Regions from separate parts of the Ovis aries genome. Here region 2 is linked to region 1. The links are chromatin contacts, called in public Hi-C maps. All regions are on one chromosome and are shown on one strand. Each heading gives the region's core, a stretch centred on a gene start, on an enhancer-like site or on the middle of the called end of the contact. The rest is flanking DNA. Distances are from core to core; before and after follow the strand shown.

The links. A called contact is a pair of places that touch in the nucleus more often than the background predicts.
Region 2: a Hi-C map of liver shows a contact between it and region 1, with 3 times the contacts expected there. The contact joins two enhancer-like sites. A contact is called at or near these places in 5 of 16 Hi-C or Micro-C datasets (hypothalamus, liver, omental adipose tissue and 2 more).

Annotation. Positions count from the first base shown.
Region 1 is chr2:218,054,155-218,058,277 of ARS-UI_Ramb_v3.0, forward strand. No RefSeq gene overlaps it. Among named protein-coding and RNA genes, the nearest start is that of MREG, 19 kb to the left of the region's middle. Within about 2 kb of position 1,992, at least 2 of the 54 cell types and tissues checked have an H3K27ac peak or open chromatin away from gene starts, as enhancers often do. A contact at or near this core is called in liver, where this site is marked.
Region 2 is chr2:218,233,917-218,238,497 of ARS-UI_Ramb_v3.0, forward strand. No RefSeq gene overlaps it. Among named protein-coding and RNA genes, the nearest start is that of TRNAS-GGA, 81 kb to the right of the region's middle. Within about 2 kb of position 2,630, at least 3 of the 54 cell types and tissues checked have an H3K27ac peak or open chromatin away from gene starts, as enhancers often do. A contact at or near this core is called in liver, where this site is marked.

The DNA of each region.
Region 1 (4,123 bases), core at 742-3,241:
GGACTGTAGTACGCCAGGCCTCCCTGTCCATCACTAACTCCCAGAGCTTGCTCAAACTCATGTCCACTGAACCGGAGATGTCATCCAACCATCTCATCCTCTGTCATCCGCTTCTCCTCCTGCCTTCAGTCTTTCCCAGCATCAGGGTCTTTTCCAATGAGTCAGTTCTTCGCATCAGGTGGCCAAAGTATTGGAGTTTCAGCTTCAGCATCAGTCCTTCCAATGAATATTCAGGACTGATTTCCTTTAGGATGGATAGGTTGGATCTCCTTGCTGTCCAAGGGACTCTCAAGAGTCTTCTCCAACACCACAGTTCAAAAGCATCAATTCTTTGGCACTCAGTTTTCTTTATAGTCCAACTCAAATAAGACTTAACAAATAAAAAAAAACCAAAACCCTTAATTGCTCCCCATCAAATATCCAGAAGAGATGTTGCTTTAAAGACCGTGAAAGGAAAAATTATTTTAATTTGGAGAGATGATCTCTGGTACAATAGCAAGTCTCCAGTAGGAAAAAGCTAAGCTTCTCAGCTTAGAGAAGGTGCCTAACTTCATTTCCTGGAATGCCTCGTGGAACCATGCAAAATTTGGGACTATACACTGGGTTTCCAGGGAAGCAGACTCTGAGATGGAGTGAGTTTACAGAAGATTAGCAGGAATCACTCAGGGCTTATAGGAGGCATAATGGAAAGAACAGGGCTTCCTAGATAGCTCAGTGGTTAAGAATCTACCTGCCAATGCAGGAGATATGGGTTCCCTGGGTCGGGAAGATCCCCTGGAGAAGGAAATGGCAACCCACTCCAGTATTCTTGCCTGGAAAATCCCACGGACAGAGGAACCTGGCAGGGTTCAGTCCTTGGGATTGCAAAGAATCAGACACGACTTAGGGACTAAACAACAAACAATGGAGAGCACATGTCTTTCAGGAGGTCTAGCTGGGAGTACTCAGAGCTTTAGGAGGCTTAGTGAGGAGCACTCATGGAATGCTATGGGAGGGAAGGGAAGAAAAGGGAGCAGCGCTGGGTCTCAGCCAGCTCTATGGGGACTTCACAGCTGAGCTGTTCTGTGTTGGTACAAGAGGGCTTAGCCTTTCTACCTCCATGATATCAACCTCTGGATGAGGGCCACCTGGAAAGGGAACATGACCTTTGGCTAGGGCAGCTCTCCAGCTGAGATCGGCCAGCAGGGGGCTGGTAGCTGCTGAGGGCTGACTGCTGGCCCTTCTGGTAGTCGCCCCAGTAACTCCTTTCTTCTTGAAGAAGATCTGGGTGGCACGTCATAGCATCCATTGCCTGGTAACCCTGAGACCTAAATCTATACCCCTGGTCATTCCATGAGCTCAGAATTTCCTTCCTCTGAAAAGGCCAGGAATTCTTGTATCAGACTACTTCAGAGTGAGATAGGCTGATCTTTATTTTCTTCGTCCTTTTATCATAGTAAAACATATTAAGTTCTCTAGGCATTATCACAAAATCCTTTTGCTCTTAAGAAGAACATTCTATAAATAAGGTTAAGAGAGTCCTGTCCAACAGTGGAGGCAATCTCACCTACATAAATTGATTTAAAATGCATGCTACAATTTGGATGAACCTCAAAAGCATTATGGTACATGAAAAAAGCTAGACACCAAGAATCACATATTGTACAATTCCATGTACATGACATATTCCAGAGTGGGTAAATCCATAGGGACAGAACTCTGCCTGATTGTTGCCAGGGCTGCAGAGTGGGGAAATGCAGAGCAACTGCCTTATGGAGTTTCCCTTCGGGAATATTTTGGGACTAGATAGAGGTGGTGGTTACGAAACACTGTGAACATACTAAATGCCACTGAATCGTTCATTTTAAAATTAATTTTATGTCAATTTCACCTCCATTTTTTAAAATAAAAATGAGTTTTTAAAAAACCTCTTCTTTGGAAGCAGTGTGTTATATTAAAACTAACCCTCTACTGCAGGAGCCTTCACTTTCGAGTAACTTGTTTAGTTGCCAAGTCATGTCCGACTCTGCGATCTCATGGACTGTAGCCGGCCAGGCTCCTCTGTCCTTGAGATTTCCCAGGCAAGAATACTGGAACAGGTTGACATTTTCTTCTCCAGGGGATCTTCCAGACCCAGGGATCAAACCCTGAATCTCCTGCACTGACAAGCAGATTCTTTACCACTGAGCCACCAGGGAAGCCCCTTCTCAGTAACTAGGTATTATCAAAATATTGTTACTCTGTCCTCAAAGCAAATTTAGATTACACAAGGCAAGTCAGCTACTACTATTTGTTTCTAAAATAAAGCATCTAGTCAAGCAGACACTGAATGAATCAAAATTATGTATAACTATAAGCAACTCATTTAAATGTAATGAGTAATTTCTATTTACAACTAAAGGGTATCTTCCTTCGAAAGGAGTTTGAAATATTGTGATTCACACAGCCTTAAAAATTTGTTGAAATAAAAAATAATGTTCAGAGATTTTAGAATCTCCAGAATGATTTGGAAAGGCACACTGCAAACGAACAATTTTTTAAAATACTTGATGAAAGTCATTCATCTTTTATTGGTAAAACATGAATAACTACATCTGATTGTTTTCCTTTAATGTGTTTGGTATTTGGAAAACAAGAAATAGCAAAAGTTCATGTTCTAGACAAGTGAGAGTCAAATCAACTATCCCGTCTCCCATCCTCTCTGAAAAAAGAACCACTTATAAATTTCATTGTTTTTTTAAAGCATTCCAAATTTGAAGATTTTGTATAAAATGCTTTCTAAATTTCAAAACACATTTAAAATGTACTATATAAGGAAATTTAAAATGTTAATGTTTACCTGAATTTTCAAGAATGCAATGATCTTTATTTTTTCTTCAGTACAACTTCTTCAATCTAAAAATTTAAAATTTGAAGCATGGCATTTTGAATTCCATACAAGAATTTATATCTTTCACTAAAACTAGCTAAAATTTCATGTAAATATAAAACATGTGCTTTAGATTGAAATAAACTACATTTGAAGTGTGTTTTTTGTAAACCAAAGATGCCTTTTATGAATTGACTCCAAAAACTTAGACAATCCAAAAATATATACAAATCAACAGCAAAATTTCTATTTGATCTTTCTAGGCAGGATTTAAATGTCATATTTTGATGTTTTCCCAGTTATTGTGTATTAATTTAATTCTACTTGATCTTGCTATATTCTGGATATTTTCTCAAACAAACTTGAAGTTTGAACATTTGTATTTGTATACCATCAATGTAATACATATTTGAATTTACTTTTGAACTGTGATGTTGGAGAAGACTCTTGAGAGTCCCTTGGGCTGCAAAGAGATCCAACCAGACCATTCTAAAGGAGATCAACCCTGGGTGTTCTTTGGAAGGAATGATGCTAAAGCTGAAACTCCAGTACTTTGGCCACCTCATGCTAAGAGTTGACTCATTAGAAAAGACTCTGATGCTGGGAAGGATTGGGGGCAGGAGGAGAAGGGGATGACGGAGGATGAGATGGCTGGATGGCATCACCGACTAGATGTATGTGAGTTTGAGTGAAGTCCGGGAGATGGTGATGGACAGGGAGGCCTAGTGTGCTGCGATTCATGGGGTGGCAAAGAGTCGGACACGACTGAGCGACTGAACTGAACTGATTCGAGAAATTGGAATTCTACCTTAGGGTTGCCTGTAAGTAAAATACGGATCATATACCTAGAAATGGGTAAAATGGCAAGCTATACTATATATATACTATAATTAATTATATTAAAAAAATATATATATATATATATATGGTGGTGGTGATTTAGTTGCTAAGTCATGTCTGACTCTTGTGACCCCATGGACTGTAGCCCACTAGGATCCACTGTCCATGGGATTTCCCAGACAAGAATCCTGGAGTGGGTTGCCATTTCCTTCTCCATATAATATATATGGCCACATCTTAAAAAGAGGAAAAAAACACAAAGATAGATCTATCTATCTATCTGAGAGAGAAAGAGAATTGTATTTCTGATTATTTACCCCATCAAAATATAGAACTATGTAGACCACTCAGTATTTACAAATAGCAATTCTAATTAAGACAGTAGTACAATCAAAAGGACATCATGTTCTTAATTATTTACTTTTAAAATAAAAG
Region 2 (4,581 bases), core at 1,380-3,879, 180 kb after region 1:
ATCTTGATGAAAGGCAGATTCCCATACAAAAATATGGTTTCATTAACATAGAATAAGAGAACAGTGTATAACATACTGGTTTGTCTAGACTTTAGGTGGAATTAATTGACTTGAAGACAGAGTCTGGGGTGAATGTATAGTACATAGCTTAAGACAAACATTTCCTTAAGAAAAATGCATTGGTTAGCTCAGGGTTTGAGAAAAGTTAAGTTCAGGTGGAGCCAGATGTCATTATGGCAACACAGAGTTTTCAGAGAAACCTCTTTTCAAATTTGTATAGAGGAGGGGAAAAATGTAACATCAGTTTGTTTCTTCCTGCTGTTTAAGAGAGATTAAAAAAATGTCTGAAACTTGCAGCCTATTTCCTCTGTTTGGAGACCCTTGGCCTTCCTGCCTGTGACCCTCTCAGCCTTGATCCTCTAATACCATCAGGCCTAGATGCCTTTTATGGGCTATGATGATCAGTTGAGATGAAACCTAATAGAGGTTTAATCACCACTCATATGTTGCAGTACACCCACCGGCACAGGGACGCAGGACCGTGCACGGCCAACAGGACTCAGGAAGGTTCAGGGCTAAAGGCTACTGTGTGTGCGTGTGTGTGTGTGTGTGTGTGTGATAGAAGAAGGGCAAAGGTCATCCCTTGACTTTACATGCACAATATACAGGTGCACACAGACTTAAAGCCTCCGACACGTACATACATGGACACTCACTCATTACACATTCAAGGCTAGTCCTATGCCCAGTATGCACGCAGACACGTACACATTTCCTTTCTGGGTCACTGTGTTCATTTCCGTGGGCAGCATTTCCTAAAGAACAAGTCATAATGGGTCAGGAGCCTACTTTAAATTGGAGGTAGTTACTTTACGATATTGTAGTGGTTTTTGCCATACATTGACATGAATCATCCATTTGTGTACATGTGTCCCCCACTCCTCTCACCTTCCTCCCCATTCCATCCCTGAGGGCACCGGCCCTGAGCAGCCTGTCTCATGCATCAAGCATGGACTGGCGATCTATTTCACATATGGTAATATACATGTTTCAATGCCAGTCTCTCAAATCATCCCACCCTCGCCTTCTCCCACAGAGTCCAAAGGACTTCATCTTAATAATCACATCAGTGATCCTGTTTCCAAATGAGGTCACATTCCGGGGGTGAGGACTCAACACGGCTTCCGTAGGGACATGGTTCAGCCCGTCACAGCCACTGAGACTGTTGACTGCATCTGCAGGGAATAAATGTGTGGCGTTAGGAGAGAGAGAGTGGTGTGGTACACAGAGGAGGGGCGTTGAGTTGGACGCACACAGGTGTGAGCAGGCTTCTGGAGAACGTGTTTTGTATCTGTTGGCTACCTAGAACAGTGCCTGAAATACAGAAGGGAGGCAATGATTTTAGTCCCCTTCTTTCTATAAATATAAAGAAGTGTGTGTGCGGTATGTCCAGTTGATGAGGATAACATTTGCCCACCTTGTGTGAGTGGGAAGGATCAGATTGCCAACCTGTAAAGAAAGTCCGTGTGTCTGTATTTATTGAGAATATGAATGTGAAACAGACCGCAAAGTGTTCTCTGAGTGTTAGCTGTTGTTATTGATAAGTATGTGTCTTTGTATCCTTTTATTCATGAAATTTCATATGTTCCAAGGACGGAGACCAGGTGGTCAGTGTCCCACATGGCCCAAGCATATGGCCCTACCACATGCCCTTATGGACATAGGTCGAACACGCAGCTCTTACCCAACTCCAAGGCTGGCAAGAAGAAGCGTTTCTCTCTTTTAAAAACTTTTTTCAATTGAAGGATAATTGTTTGACAGTTTTGTGTTGGTTTCTGCCATACATCAACATGAATCAGCCATAGGTATATATATATGTCCCCTCCCTCTTGAACCTCCTTCCCCACTCCCAACCCATTCCACCCCTCTAGGTTGTCACAGAACATCAATTTGAACTCTGTGAGTCATACAGCAAGTTCCCACTGGCTATCTATTTAACACATGGTAGTGTCTATGTTTCTATGGGGGTGCCTCTCTTGATATTCCAGCTATCCCAGAAGCAGGTCCCACTCTCCACCCATTCCCTGACCTGTGTCCTGGGTTCCTTGTCTACAAAATTCAATTTAGTAAGCGTACATTGAGCATCTGCTGTTTCCAAAACACAGCTGGGCGCTCCAGAAGGTTAGAATAGGAGAACACATTGCTGGTCCTCCAGATGGTCACAGATACCCAAACCCACAGGGTGAGAAAGATGAGCCCCAGACACTGAAGGAGCAATGGAGTTCAGGCTTGGTAGCTGGGGGCACTTTCTAGAGTTGGTGGCATTGAAGACAGACCATAAATGGAACAAGAATCTAATGAGAGAAAGGCAGGCTGCTCAAATAGAGAACACAGCCAAGTTCAGACCAGACCTAGGAAAGGGTAAGTGGTTGGTTTGGCTGGAGGATGAGGTGCATGATGGAAAACGGCGAGCAGTCAGACTGCAAAGATAGGTCAGGCAGCTGTCATGAGAAGAAACGTGTTTTTGAAAAGAAAAATGCAATCAGATGGGCCCTTCAAGGTTATTCTGGCAGAGAGGACGGAGAAGATGCAGCGTCAGCAGTCTGCAGGCTGCTGGAGTGGCCTCGGAGCAAGGATGAGAGTCCAAACCAGGGCAGCCCCCGGGGAAGTGGAGAGGAGGATGGCCGAGAGCATGACCTGGCTGACAGCCATTCAGCAGCGGGAATCCAGCTCCCCGCCCCCGGGGAGCCTGAAATTCCTGGAAAACCGGAGCCCGCTGTCAAGGGCATGTGTCTGTCTGCCCTCTTCAGCCCACTTGTCAGGCTGAGTTAGCTTGTTCTCCCCTCTCCTCCTCTTCAGAGCACGCCACCCGGCTGCTCACTCTCCCACCTTGACACAGCTGGACACAACTGTCCATCTCCCTCTGGCCTTAGCCACATCCCTCTCTGACCTTCCCTTCTTTGCAGGAAAGTACTTCTGACCTGGTACCTCTTGTTTATGCAGCCTCCTGCAAAGCTCTTTTCTGTGTGGTTTGCCTGTGTCCCCAAGGAGCAGGAAACCCTGGGGAGCAGAATAACCACAGGCTGCAGGTGTGCCGGCCCCTCTTGGTGCCCCTGCACCTCTGTCCTGTCGGGCTCGGGGCTCCTGTCCCTGGAGACCCACCCTTTGAGAGAAGTGGGTTAAGAATCACAGGCGCTGCTTCTTGGGAGGCTTCAGGAAGGACTGCCTACCCCGGCTCCTGATGCAGGGCTTCCTGAACTTGGCTCTACATTAGAATCCACCCGTCATTGCTGTTCAGTCACTCAGTCATGTCTGACTCTTTGCGACCCCATGAACTACAGCACTTCAAGCTTTCCTGTCCTTCACCATCTCCCTGAGTTTGCTCAAGCTCATGTCCATTGAGTCGGTGATGCCATCCAAGCGTCTCATCCTCTGTTGCCCCCTCCTCCCCCTGCCCTCAATATTTCCCAGCATCAGCTTCTTTTCCAATGAGTCAGCTCTTCGCATCAGGTGGCCAAAGTATTGAAACTTCAGCTTTGGCATCAGTCCTTCTAAGGAATATTCTGGGTTGATTTCCTTTAGGATTGACTGGCTTGATCTCCTTGATGTCCAAGGGAGTCTCAAGAGTCTTCTCCAGCCCTACAAGTCAAAAGCATCAGTTCTCTTTGGTGCTCATCTTTCTTTACAGTCCAACTCTCAATCCATACATGACTACTGGAAAAACTATAGCTTTGACTAGACAGATCTTTTCTGGCACCTGAAGAGCTTTAAAGACTCCTGCTGCCTCCTGCTGCCCACCCTGGGTCCCAGGCCCTGCCCATGGAATCAACACAGGCGCTAGGCATCGCTAGTGATTAAAGATCCCTTGATGATTTCATGTGTGGCCAAGTTTGAGCGCCATCTCCTGGTGTCTTTCTCCCCCTCTTTAGCTCTCAGCATGAGCCAGGATCACCAGCAGAAAGGCTCTCTAGTCACTCCTTCCCATGTGACTTGGAGGCACTTGATATCTGAGCATCTCAGAACTTCCAGGAACCAAGCGGGAATTCTTTGTCTCCTTCCCTTCTGATCGTTCCCGTTTCTCTTTTCTCCTACCAAGTCAGATCCTAGTCAGTGAGCAAGAGTTTCCTCCCACTGCACAGAATGAAACAATAAATACCCCCAAAGAAGCACAGGCAAGAAGGTTCAGGTCTCATCCCCACCTCGTTCATTTTCTGACTTCTTTAGGGTCATGTGATAAAAGGAAGCAGAATCTCCCCCAGAACCAACCTCTGCCTTAATCTATACTCCCTTCTTCCATTCCCCTAACAATGGATTTTGTTTGTTTGCTGTTTAAACATGAGAACACTTTCCTCAGATGAAAGCCTCTACAGAAGCTTAACATACAGGACAAAGGTAATGCCATTCTGGTAGAGAAGACTTGGGGTGGCGGCCTGGCGGGGCCCCTCGGGTCGCCCCAGAGCAGTGGGGAGAGCCACGGGCTGGGAGGGGCCCTGGACTGGGGTTAGCTCCCCATGTCTCCAGTCTCTTTCCTCCTGTTTCTTTCTCTGTAAATTCAGAGTGGGGGCAGGTGAGAGCTTCCTT